2 separate regions of the Sus scrofa genome follow, and region 2 is linked to region 1. Evidence: chromatin contacts called from public Hi-C data. All regions are on one chromosome and are shown on one strand. Each heading gives the region's core, a stretch centred on a gene start, on an enhancer-like site or on the middle of the called end of the contact. The rest is flanking DNA. Distances are from core to core; before and after follow the strand shown. Region 1 holds the start of SLC25A4 (ADP/ATP translocase 1). Region 2 holds the start of LRP2BP (LRP2 binding protein).

Region 1 (6,474 bases), core at 1,130-3,629:
CATCCACGCCTCACCACCTCCTCACTGAGAAGCCTCAGTTTAGCCCAGGGACTAGGGGAAAAGGAGATTAACCAACATAAAGTCTATGAGCCAGAGATCCTTCAGGATCCCCTGTGCATACACACCCCTCCTCCCTTCTCTGCACCCCGTTGCCCTTCTCTCACCCTTGGCAGTATCATAGACTCCAAAGTAGGCGGCTCTGTAGATAATGATGCCCTGGACAGAGACGTTGAAACCCTGGTAGAGACCCCGCAGGCCATCGGACTTGAAGATCTTGGCGAGACAGTTGCCCAGGCCAGTGAACTCACGCTGGGCGGCACCCTTGCCCACATCGGCAGCCAGCCTGGTCCTAGCAAAGTCCAGCGGGTAGACAAAGCAGAGGGAGGTGGCCCCAGCTGCCCCACCGGAAGCCAGGTTACCAGCAAAGTAGCGCCAGAACTGCTTATGCCGGTCCACGCCCCCCAGGAAGATCTGCTTGTACTTGTCCTTGAAGGCGAAGTTGAGAGCTTGGGTGGGAAAGTAACGGATCACGTTGGCCAGGTTTCCCCTCCAGAAGGAGAGAAAGCCCTGCTCCTTGGGGATTCTCACCACGCAATCAATGATCCCTTTGTACTGCTTCTCAGCACTGATCTGTTTGCTGGCATGCTGGACCTGTGGGGAGGAGCGGGAGGACAGGCAGGGCAGAGAGGAGGAAAGAGCACAGGAGAATAAGGTCTGTACTTCCTTGATTTCCCTGTTTTAAAAAGCATGGGGAAAATCTAATGAATGATGAGCAAATAGCTACTTGGATAATAAGCCCCCCAAATCCAATTTTGCCTTAATTATCTGGGCATTTGAGAGAAAAGGTTCTAGTCCAAATAAGTGGAAGAGATGCTTTAATTGTGTAAAGGGAGTCATTTATTTGTTGCATTTACCCTAGGTGCCAGAACTAAACTAGGGGCTTACTGGGGGACAAAAATGATTAAAGATCCTTGCACCAAAGGACACCTGCTCTGACTTAATAGACGTGATGGGCAGGAGATGGCCATTCTTCAGTCTGTCTCTAGTCTCCCTAGAAACCAAGATCTCTGAGTAGAAGGATCTCCAACATAAGTAGAAAGAATCTGCTAGGTATTACAGCCTGAAATTTTCAAGGAGATTATCCAAGTAATTAATTACTGAGGAGTTGTTTCGCTGGGCAATTTGTGGGGGTTTTCTTGTTAGTGATCATTCTGACTTCCCAACTGAGGAGGCCTAATTCCTCATTGAGGGTCCCTTGCCTTTTGGGCAAGTGGAGGAGGAAAAAAAAAAAAAGAGATGATGAGCACAAGCCATTTAGACACCAGGCTGGAGAGGAAAAGATGTGGGAAAAGGATAAGTCGATCCAAGTTGATGAAAACTCTTTCTTAGTCTCTCAAAACCTGTTTCTTCATGTGTAAAATGGGGGAAATAACACCTGTCTTGCAGAGGTCATACAAAGATGAATAACGTAATAGGTTATGTCAGTCTAGAGTACAGCGATCGGGACACCGTGATAACCTTGAGTAATAATTATTTTAATGTCTTTATTGTAAAAGGTGGATGCAGGTAAGAGGGTGCAAGGGACATTGACAAGAAAGGAGTCTGACCCAAGAGGCCTAAGAGTTATGCCCGCGCTGTCCCCGGAGCAGGATCTGGCTGGCTGCAACCTACTTGGGGTGGGTTTCCATATATAGACACCCGCGCGCGGGGCGCCACCCGACACCAAGAATCCGCTACTGACGCTGGACCCGTCTCTGCGCAGAGGGCACCTTCCCCTTCGCGCAGGCCGTGCGCTGGGCCCGGGCCTAGCGCGGCTCTTCGGCAGCCCAGCGCCCTGCTCCCTCTCGCCCCACGGCTCTCCTGGGCCCCGCGCGTCCGGCCCCGCGCTCCCCTCGCCGCACCCGCGCTGTCCTCACCTGCAGCAGCAGTTTGACCCTCTCGATGGGGGCGACCGCGGTCTTGGAGATGGCAGCGGCGACGCCGCCAGCCAAGAAGTCCTTCAGAAAGCTCCAAGCCTGATCACTCATGGTGACAGCCGGGCGCACACCGCCTCCGGGAGCCGCGCTCTCGCTTTCTCTGCCCGGCCTGACACGGCCACCCCTGCTCAGTCCCTGCGCAACGCGAAGGGGCCGCTTGTCTCGCCCTGCAACCCGCCTTATATGCCCCGCCCAGCCTCTCGCGAGAGGAGGAGGGCCCCGGGGCCGTGCGCGCCCCGCGCATTGGCTGGGCAGGTGCTCGGACCCCCCGGCGCCCCCACCTCTCCAGAGGGCAACGGGGGCGAAGGCGCTTCCGGGAGGCAGGGGTGGGCCGGGGGCTGTGCCTCCACCTGGGACGTTTAAAGGGCAAATTCATGTTATCTGTCCCGCGACGAGAGGGAACACCGTGTCTCTGCAGCATGTGGGCAGCTGTATTTATAGCACAAGGAGGCTTAGGCCGGGCCGGACCTGGGCACGGACACGGGACCCGCGGCCTCCAGCCGGGCTCGCCTTAACCTCCGGCCTGCACGCGACCCGCTACTGGCCAAGGCATTTCACGTTATTTTTTCTTCTTCCTTGCAACGGTGTCCTTCACCAGAACTCCCTGCCTGGATGTGGTCCTCTTCCGAGTTGTGCGCTCTCACAGATAAATTAAGATCCGCCAGAATAAATACACTAAATTTACTTGATGCCGTGATTGCTTCATATAATCTGGCGAACTGCTGAATCCCTCTTCTCTTCATTCAATCTTTCAGTCATTCATTCTGCTATCAAATGTTTCTGTGCCCAGCACCCAGTGGCACCAGGACAGCCCAAATACAAGGGGCCGCTAGGTGAATACCTGTTTTAGCAAGTTGTATGTTGCTTTACTCTCAGGTCAGGCTGTCACCCCGTGACACACAGCCCCTGATAACACTGAGAACAGGAATTTATAGAACACTTTTTCTTTCTTTCTTTCTTCCTTCCTTTTTTTTTTTTTTTTTTTCCTTTTTGTAAATCCCTTAAGGGCTTAATGTTCCGCTCTGCTCTCAATGGAATCTCAGCACATGTTCTGGGCAGAATGTTCTCAGGCAGCTGGCGGCTTCTAGAGGGTCAGTGCAGTTCCCTTTCCATTGGAATAGCTGGGTGACCAGGATGTTAAGTAAGAGAAAGTCGAAGCCTTAGCTGTACTTGTCTCTTTTTAATAGAGACCTTGGGTTGGGGAGATATATACTATCTAGTCCTAGGAATTGATGGCAATTTGTTTTTTCAACCATATTACTATGAGCTTTGATTTTTCCTTAACTCATTTTTTTTAGACAGGTAATATAATCATACAGGTTTTCAAATGCATCTGTTCCTTTCCCTAGAATGATCTAAACTCTTTACACTTCTCAGTTCTCTTGCTAAGTTTATCAGTGTTCCTTTGTACACTGGACAAAGTTTATTCATTTTTTCACAAGCTTACTGCTGAGTGCAGACAGACATAGTGTTGGTATTGAGCGAGCTGCCCCTCTGTGTCACCCTGGGTCTAGAGGCTCCAGTAGAACAGAGGTCACTTGTTGGGTGCCAGGACCACAGAGGGTATGCGTTTATCCGAGATTGGAGCAGGCTAGAGTTCAGAAATCCAGTGAACTGTATGAAAGCTTATCGAAGTGCAAATTTACCAAGGTCAGAGCAGGCAGAAGGTCAAGAATTCAGCATAAACACAAAAGCCATTTATGCATTCACTCAACAAACACTTCTGTACTTACTGAGTACCTGGAACTAAGTTTGTCTCTGTGGATTCAATATAAGTAAGATATGGCTCAGTCTCCAAGAACCCCCCAAATATGCCCATGGCAGCTGAGGACATATTTGTCACTTGTTCAGTTTTATTATGGCTTCATATATAGAGTTCCCTGAGACACAATCCACGTATTAGTCGTTTTACTTATTTTTTATTTTTGGTGGGCGCAGGCAGTGGGCATGTGGAAGTTCCTGGACCAGGGATCAAATCCATGCCACAGCAGCGACCTGAGCCACTGTAATGACAACACCAGATCTGTAACCCGCTAAACTACCAGGGAACTCCCACATATTAGTTATTTTAAATTATGGTAGTGTGCTGAATTCTCTCCTGTTAATGTAGAGCAGGTGCCTAAACCATTTTCTTCTGAATTGTGCAATAGAGATGTACCTTATTTTTATTATGGAAAGTAATGCTGCTATATAGATACTTCTGCATAAATTTCGTTTTCCCCTTAAGTTTTTCCCTTCTCATGTATTCCCAAAATGGAATACATAGATTGAACATCTTTAAGGTGTTTTTGTTCCCACTACAGATTGAGAGATTGTTCTTTGGAAGAACTGTATGATATCACTTATAAGTGGAATCTAAAAAATACAACAATCTAGTGAATGTAACAGAAAAAGAAACAGACTCACAGATATAGAAGACAAACTAGTGATTACCAGTCAGGGGGGAGGGGGCAACAGAGGGGAAGGGATTTAGAGGTACAAACTGTTAGGTATACAATAAGCTACAAAAGGAGTTCCCTGGTGGCTCAGTGGGTTAAGAACCTGGTGTGGTCACTGCTATGGTGCAGGTTCCATCCCTGGCCCAGGAACTTCCACACGCCAAGGGTGCAGCCAAAAATAAATAAATAAGCTACAAATATATATTGTATAACACAAGGAATATAGCCAATATTTTATAATTGTAAATGGAGTATAACCTTTAAAAACTATAGATTACTATATTGTATGCCTGTAAGTTACATAATATTGTATATCAACTATACTTCAATTTAAAAAAAAAACAAAACAGGAGTTCCCATTGTGGCTCAGCAGATTATTAACTGATGGGTCAGTATCCATGAGGATGAGGGTTTGAACCCTGGCCTTGCTCAGTGGGTTGAGGATCCGGCATTGCCCAAGTTGCAGCATAGGTTGCAGCTATGGCTCAGATCTGGCATCATTATGGCTGTGGCATAGGCTGGTAGTTGCAGCTCCAATTTGACTCTGCCTGGGAACTCCCATATGCTGCAGGTGCAGCCCTAAAAAGCAAATAATAATGATAGTAATAATATTTTTAAAAATAGTTGCCTGGATTTATTTTTATTGTTCAGTTGTCCAATTATTTAACATCACAGGAAGACTTTTTAACAATCATGTAAGTTAAATTAAATATTAACTTAACATACTAATTCGGGAAGTTACACCTAATTTTACCGATCAGAATTTTTAGTATTTTCTAAATGGGAGATAGCATATTTCTCCTTGGCTTCTGTCCAATTATCCTGTTATATCAAGGGAGCTGTAGCTGGAATACTTGATTAGGTTTTTCATGGAAACCCATACACTGTCCTCTGCTTCCACGGACTTTCTCAGAAAGGAGAGGCCTCAGGTGCCCCCAAGAGCATGAGCTCTTGGATCACAAGATCTGGGTATCACTTACACAGGGAGGGGAGAGGGTGGCACTCAGAACATGTGTCTGCCTGCCAATCCCAGCACTTGGTGGCTTTCTGCCAGCATGAGAATGGACAAGGCATATGAGATAAGAGAGAAAACTCTGCTTTCAAATGTGGCATAGTATCCCAGACACTGGGGCGGGTGGGGAGAAGGCTGTTAGAAATGAGAGTAGGGTATTGAGTGAATCTTTGGATTTTAGTGGCAGCCTTTAAAGAATTAGTCTCTTACCAAATTGGGGCTAGAGGATGGGAGCTGCTAAAGAGGAAGAAATAAAGAAAAACACTCCAGGATTTGATGATGGTGAGGCTAACACACCGCCTGTGTATACATGTATCTCTAAAACTGCTAGGAATTAGAACATGCTGTTATTATTTGTTCATGTGGTAAATACGGGCATTAAGCAAAGAGGAATGAATTCTAAAAATTTACTTTTTGATCATATATGAATTGTGGAATCAGTCAAAGGAATTTACAGACTCATTCATATCTGTGCATTGATGCACTATTTCAAAAAGACCAAATAAGGAGTTCCCACTGTGGCTCAGGGGATTAAGAACCCAACTAGTATACATGAGGATTCAGGTTCAATCCCCGGCCTCACTCAGTGGGTTAAGGATCTGGCATTGCTGTGTCCGTGGCATAGGCCAGCAGCTGCAGCTCTAATTCTACCCTTAGCCTGGGAACTTCCACATACCACAAGTGTGGCCCTAAAAAGTTAAAAAAAGAAAAAAATACCAAACAAAATGAACACATTATTTCTCTACAGTTCTCACTCAGGGATCTTAATAATTAAAACAATACCTTAATTAACAAATTATTTAAAATCAGGTGCCTTAATGGTAAAGCCCATGCATATTCATGCAAAACACTCCAACAGCCAGTTCCTACTTAGTTCATGCCAAGAAAATTATGAAACTACAAAGTGTGCCTTTTTTTTTTTTTAACCTTTTTTAGGCCGCACCCGTGGCATATAGAGGTTCCCAGGCTAGGGGTCAAATCAGAGGTACAGCTGCCAACCCATGCCACAGCCACAGCAATGCCAGATCCGAGGCATGTCTGCAAATTA
Region 2 (6,474 bases), core at 2,135-4,634, 250 kb before region 1:
TACTATAATTTATGTCTTCCTCAGCGACCAAATATTATTTAAAATATCTTGGACTCAAAGATTGTAGTAAAGTTGCACTTTATCAATTTGTTAATAAAGAATAAATTTAATTTCAGATTAAATCCTGGGTGTAGTTTGAAGGTTTCTATTCTTTTTTCCAAAGGTTGTATTGCACAAAGAGTTTTTTCTTTAGACATTCCTTTAATAAATTAAAAGACAAAGCATGCACAACCAGAACATTATAGGCATGTAAATACATGTATTCTTGAATGTTATCTTCACTTAGAAGAAAGTTTTCCTCCTTCTTAGAAGAAATTGAGACACACTTGATGAACCAAAAGCCATGGTTTATAGCTGGGCGGTAGACCTTCATGAAGACTTTCTCCATACCTCTTCATAACCAATACAACATCTGTTGTTAAAAAATATTAACATTACAAACTTTTTTTTAAAGGTTTCTTCCCCAACTTTCCACCATGCAGGACAATTTTTGGTCTTTAGAATCTAGTAGTAGTTACTACGACCAGTGTTAAAATGTATTAATGAGAATGAAAAGATATATTAGAAATAAGACCGCCAATATTTACGTAAAACAAATTCTGTGCTAAATAAATCCTTGAGGGAGGAAGAAAAGAAAACTATGAGTTACTTACCAACACTTCCTTTTCCCATTTGTATTTTCTTCACTTTCAAAATTTCGTTTCTGTCTGAGCGCTGGAACACAATGACCTATATTTGATTGTTCACTTGACTTTATTGTCTGCATACATTTAATTGTTGTAAGAAACTTGGCACATTCTGGAAATCCACATGACCACGCAAGATCTTCAGCTGTTTGCCCATTCTTATTACATAAACTGAATTTGAGGCAAAATATGAGTTAAGTAAAAAACTGGAATTGGTTAGACTTTTTTAATATCTTCCTAACAGAGGTGCTTTTTGCTGATACAAATGTTGGTTGCAGAACAGAAGCAAAGGAAGCATAGAGGAATTCTATTTTTGCTATTATATCCTCAGTGGCTAGCAGAGAGTACAGCACAGAGTGGGCATTTCACTTTTGAATGAATGAAAGTTAACTATTCTGTTTTCAGTTCAGTGATTAAGTACACAGTGGAAGTCAATGCGAACTTCTGTAGCATGGGTTTTCTTTTTTTTTTTTTTTTTTTTTCTTTTTTGTCTTTTTGCTATTTCTTGGGCAGCTCCCGCGGCATATGGAGGTTCCCAGGCTAGGGATTGAATCAGAGCTGTAGCCACCGGCCTACTTCAGAGCCACAGCAACACGGGATCCGAGCCGCGTCTGCAACCTACACCACAGCTCACGGCAACGCCGGATCGTTAACCCACTGAGCAAGGTCAGGGACCGAACCCGCAACCTCATGGTTCCTAGTCGGATTCATTAACCACTGCGCCATGACAGGAACTCCTGTAGCATGGGTTTTCTAAACCAGAACTAAAATATAATACTGACAAAACATGAACAGAATTACGTCTATGATTGCTTAGGATCCATTCTTTATTTATTCAAATTAACTAGTATTAGATATCATTAATAGCCTAAGGTGACATTTAAATGATAATACTAAATTATCAATTAGGCAAGCATCGTGTCATTAAACTGCAGGGATCTGATTAGTATAATCCAAGAAAATATAAAATTTGAAGCCACTGATTTCATACTTACTCAATTTGAGCATCACTGGCTACAAGCAGGCTGAGGCACTCCATGCTTCCAACTTTTGCTGCCTTGTGTAGTGGAGCTTCTCCAAAAACATCCTTACAAATAAGACAGCACATTTTAGTCTCTCCCCAAAACGCTTGCTTGTGGAAGTTGCTGGGTAAAGTCTATTGTTTGAGGAAGCCAGTTAGAACTGTATTGTTCTGGACTGAATTTTTTAATTTTTTTTTTAAATAAAGTTCACTTGGTACCCTAATAAATAGAGTTGTCATTAATAAAAACATGTGCAGCCACAGCTACATTCATTAAATTTTAAGTGAATAACAGCGAAATCGAAATCTATAAAAGTAAAAATTACAATTTAAAATTCACCATGCTTTAATATTCAGTGGAAGATGCAAACTACCTTCAGTTCTGTAAGAAATTATATTGTTTATGAGCATGAGTCACAAGTATGTCAGTAGCTACCCTGAGACTTCATTTGGTAATGGAGCAATTGTTCCTTTGGAAATGAATCGTAGACCTTCGAAATGCTGTCCGGTATATTAACCAGCAGCCCAACATATGGCTAATGAGCACCTGAAATGTGGCTAGTCTGAATTGAAATGTGCTATAAATGTAAAATACACACCGGATTGAGAAGACACATCAAAAGAAAATGTAAAATACTTAACAGTAATGTTTTATATTGATTACATATTAGAATGATATTTTGGATTAATTAGGTTAAATTACTAAGACTAATTACAAGTTTCGTTTTACTTCATTAATATGGCGACTAGAAAATTTTAAGTTACCTATGTGTCTCACTTATTTCTATTGGACATCGCTGAGACGGTCAAGTTCATGAAAGTGAAACCACTAAATATCCTGGTGCCTAAGAATTGTTTGAGGGGATTTGGGGTGGAGGGGAGGGTTGCACACAACAATCAGTTACCTAGTTACCTGTTGGTTGAGGTCAGCGCCAGTCTGCAGTTGCCAAAGAAGAAAGCAAGAAAGGCCGCCACCTGCAGCCAGGTGGACAGGCGACTGCTCACAGGGATCCGGAGGTGCGTTGACGGAGGCCCCCGTCTCTAGCAGTTGCTTCAGAATATCTACCTGCGAGAAGAGAACAGCTCCAGCACCATTCTTGCCTTTGTCCAGGCTCACGCCCTCCCAAAATTGAACATCCTCCCCCCTGCAAAAATTTTCCAGCTCTGAAGACACAGGGTCCATTGATCCACCATTACCTTAGCTAGCGCTCCCAAGAAGTCAGACCTCCGGAAGCTTAAACCTGCAGGACAAAAGCGGCCTGAGTCTCACCTCTGGGTTGCTATCAAGCAACTGCATTTCCCGCCTAAAGTAGTGGACTGGAGTCCTTGGGAGAGCAAAACGGTGGGGCACTCGTTGCAAACAGGTAAGAGTGCACAAGCTGCCTAAGAGCAGGAGAATTTAAAGATCGCCAGGGCCAGCGGGCCAGCCCCTCCCCGCCGCGCCCCAACTCTGGTTGAGCCCTAGCTGCCCAACCCTTGGCTTCCGGGCCTTTCTCCGCCCAGCTGCAGCCGCACGTACACAAAACACTGGCACGTGCAACCGGGAAGCCAGAGAGGCTGGCGGGGAGGAAGGAGGCGGAGGCAGCGCGGATCCGCCAGACGATTGGCCAGCGGTGGAGCTGTTAGGTCCGCCCACCCTGAGGCGGGGCCCTGGGCCGCTCCCCCGGAGTCCCGGTGCGCGTGCGCGGTGAGCGACGGCAGTCTGCGCGGCTGGAATGCAGCGCCCGCCATGAGGCGTGCGGAGTCCCCACGTCGGACGCGGTAGTTCCCAGCTCTAGTGCTTTTGGGGAAACGGGAGTCGCGGGCGGAGGTTTTGGTTTCTGCTGGCACGCACGTAACCAGGAAACGAGGGAGCTACGAGGCGCTCCGTGGCAATACCACCTTTGGAAGCTACCACGCGTGGGGCTGACGCCTTGGCCGCAGCCTCCAATTCTTTAGCTGCACGTTCAGAGTTGCCCGAGGCTTCGCTCTGTCCCCTGGGCCCTGGACACTTGGGGAAGAAAGCGGGATCTGGGGGTTTGGGGGTAGGTGGAGGGGCGACTGCCTCTTGGCTGCTCTGGGGGAAAGCTGGGTTGGGGGAAAGGCTCTCCTGGAGCTCTTTATACTGTTTAGCTGGAGTCATTCCTTTTTGTAAAACTTTAGAAAAAGACTTCCTCACTTCAGACTGTAGCCAGTGACTCGCACATCTAATCTCTGAACTCTTTCCTCAGCACTTTTTTTTCCCCAGATTAATCCTGCTAAAAGCTACAGCTGCAGCCATATATTTATTTTCCCTAACATCTTCAGTGATCTCCTTCTATCTACTGACATCTTTGAAAGCAGGAGTGAAAAATAATTTATTGCTATACTTTTAGAGGACAAGCTTGTTCTCTGAGATCGGTGTCCTTTTAGTTCCAATTGTTGGTTATAGTTTATTGTATATTTTGTAAGAGCCATAAAGTAATTTGGTAGTAATTCATAGTACTGAACTATGCACTGGTCCAAGGTGTCGACTGAGAAAAATGCACAACGTGGGAGTTGTGGGTTCAGTTTTTTATTCAAGACTTTACTGAGGACTCTAGCCCCGGAGACAGCCTTCAAATAGCTCTGAGGAACTGTTCCTAAGAGGTGGTTAGGAGACTAGTTTACATGTGATTTTTTTTGTTAGGAAATCCATGCAGTTAACATGTATCTTGGTAAAAGATCACTGCTAGTCACAGAGAACAAATAGCTCAGCTTAATGATTGTAGTGTTTTTCTATGCATGGGAAGGTGCAAAAGCAGAGTTTGTTAAAATTCTTGGTGAAATGTGTCTAACTGCCTGAAGGCTTGTTTGTCCAAAGCACAGAGCATCCCTTTATCACCTTTAATTTCCTCTGTCTGAAGCAGAGTGCCCATCATGGCATCATCTTAATCTCTCTGAGGCATCAATTGCACTGTTGGCCCATGGCTGCAGCAGGTTAATCTTGAAGACTTGGATGGTGAGCAAATTGCTCTTTGCTCTTTTGTTTCCAAGGGGTAGTTTTAAACATTTATACGCATACTTGAACATAAACATGTATATTTGTGTTCAAACATATTATAGAATCATGCTTGTGTTCTGTTTTTTATGTTTAAACTAGTCACAATACCTTGTTTATATTTAAAGAATGTGAGAGATATATGAGAATACCTGTCCATGTTGCCAATTTTCCTTTTCTCGTGTTTTTCAATTCGATAAGCACTATTTTTCAAAGCATATATTAAGCTTCAGGTTTACACAGATGTTCATTATCAGGAATTCCTAACTAATAGAATTATTATGAGAGCGTTCCTAGAGTTCTGGACATAGGTATTGCAGTTAACATATGCAATGGGATATTTGTGTGATGCTACACATCCATATTGCATCCTTTTTCTTGAAAACAAGATTCTGTTCAGCATGCATTGAATCTTGTAACTATTGTTAGCTGCCTATTACGTATGTAATTTTCACGAGGAAAGAGAATTTTGTGAGTAGTTGTTAAAGCTTTTGCCCCTTTAATCACTGCACACCTGTCCATTGCTCATAATGTTTCAAAAACATTCTTTATATGTCAGCTAAGTATCTGGTTTACTCTTAGAAATGGGCCTAAAAGCTTTCTAGAAACTAAACAAAGCTGGTAGAGTACAAAAAATATACAGAATAAATACATTTGGGGGACAATATCTTACTGGCAAGTAACTGGAGTTTTTTACTAAACATGTAGCCGGTAGGATCAATTTTCTAGAGTGGAAGATGGTCTAAGATGCATATTCAACAGGCACTCTTCTAAGAATTGATAATTCTGCTTATGCTTAATTTGCTGATAGATGTGTTTCCAGAAGGAATATACCATTTTAGAGGGAATGTTTTAAAAAGAAAAATGTTGGGTGATGGCTAAGTGACCAAATGAGTCTTGAAAGGGAAGCGCTTTCCTAGGTAGTCCAGGAGGGAAGAGGATTTATATATGTAAAATATCTTAACAATGTTAAGAAAACTATGTGTAGTTCAGTCTGGTTGCAGTATGGTTACACGAACAGCAGTGATGTGAAATAAAGACTTACAAATGAAAAATTATATTAAATGACCACTAATGTCTATTCCAATTTATTATTATATTAATATAATTTAAGTACATTAAATTGGCATTAACTGGGCACTTAACTGTGTCCCAAGATTAATACAGATACATATTATCAGGTTGTCTTACAGGAAAGCAAACTGAGACTTAAGAGTTTCAATAACTTATCTAAGATCATATCATTAAGAGATGGAGCTGGAACTCAGCCAGTTTGACTCCAGAGCCCACAGTCTTATATATCTATATTTTAAAGAATTGTGGTCATCATTGGGTAGATTCAAAGATACTAAGATTAAAGCAGAAGAGGAGTTCCCTTTGGGAGCAGCAAAAAGTTCCCTTTATGGCACAATGAAAATGAAGCCAAGTCACATCCATGAAGTTGCAGGTTAGATCCCTGGCCTCGCTAAGTGGGTTAAGGATCCAGAATTGCCATGAGCTGTAGCGTAGGTCACAGACAAAGCTCAGATCCCATATTGCTGTGGCTGTGGTGTAGGTCAGCGGCTACAGCTCCGATGAAGACCCCTAGCTTGGGAACCTCCATATGCCATGGGTGTGGCCCTAAAAGAAAAGGCAGTAAATAAATACACAAACAAATAAATAAAGCAGAAGAAAGTCCTTAGAAAAAATTACTACAATCCATTGAAAAACAGTTCTTTCATTTGATGACCATTAATGTAGCCTTGTTTCTAGAACTGAATATCCCAAAG

Evidence for each region. A called contact is a pair of places that touch in the nucleus more often than the background predicts.
Region 2: a contact with region 1 is called in a Hi-C map of skeletal muscle, with 2.8 times the contacts expected there. The contact joins the promoter of LRP2BP here to the promoter of SLC25A4 in region 1. A contact is called at or near these places in 1 of 5 promoter capture datasets (fetal liver) and 1 of 47 Hi-C or Micro-C datasets (skeletal muscle).

What each region holds. Positions count from the first base shown.
Region 1 is chr15:46,189,403-46,195,876 of Sscrofa11.1, reverse strand. It overlaps SLC25A4 (ADP/ATP translocase 1), which reads right to left and starts at 2,379. Exons shown (of 4, transcript XM_003133345.4): 1 at 1,917-2,379; 2 at 165-651. The coding sequence starts at 2,027.
Region 2 is chr15:46,442,566-46,449,039 of Sscrofa11.1, reverse strand. It overlaps LRP2BP (LRP2 binding protein), which reads left to right and starts at 3,384. Exons shown (of 11, transcript NM_001243566.2): 1 at 3,384-3,450; 2 at 3,453-3,468. The coding sequence starts at 3,437. ANKRD37 (ankyrin repeat domain-containing protein 37) reads right to left here and starts at 3,251. Exons shown (of 5, transcript XR_002339222.1): 1 at 2,905-3,251; 2 at 2,621-2,773; 3 at 1,682-1,773; 4 at 654-857; 5 at 1-412. UFSP2 (ufm1-specific protease 2) reads left to right here. Exons shown (of 11, transcript XR_002339221.1): 11 at 1-122.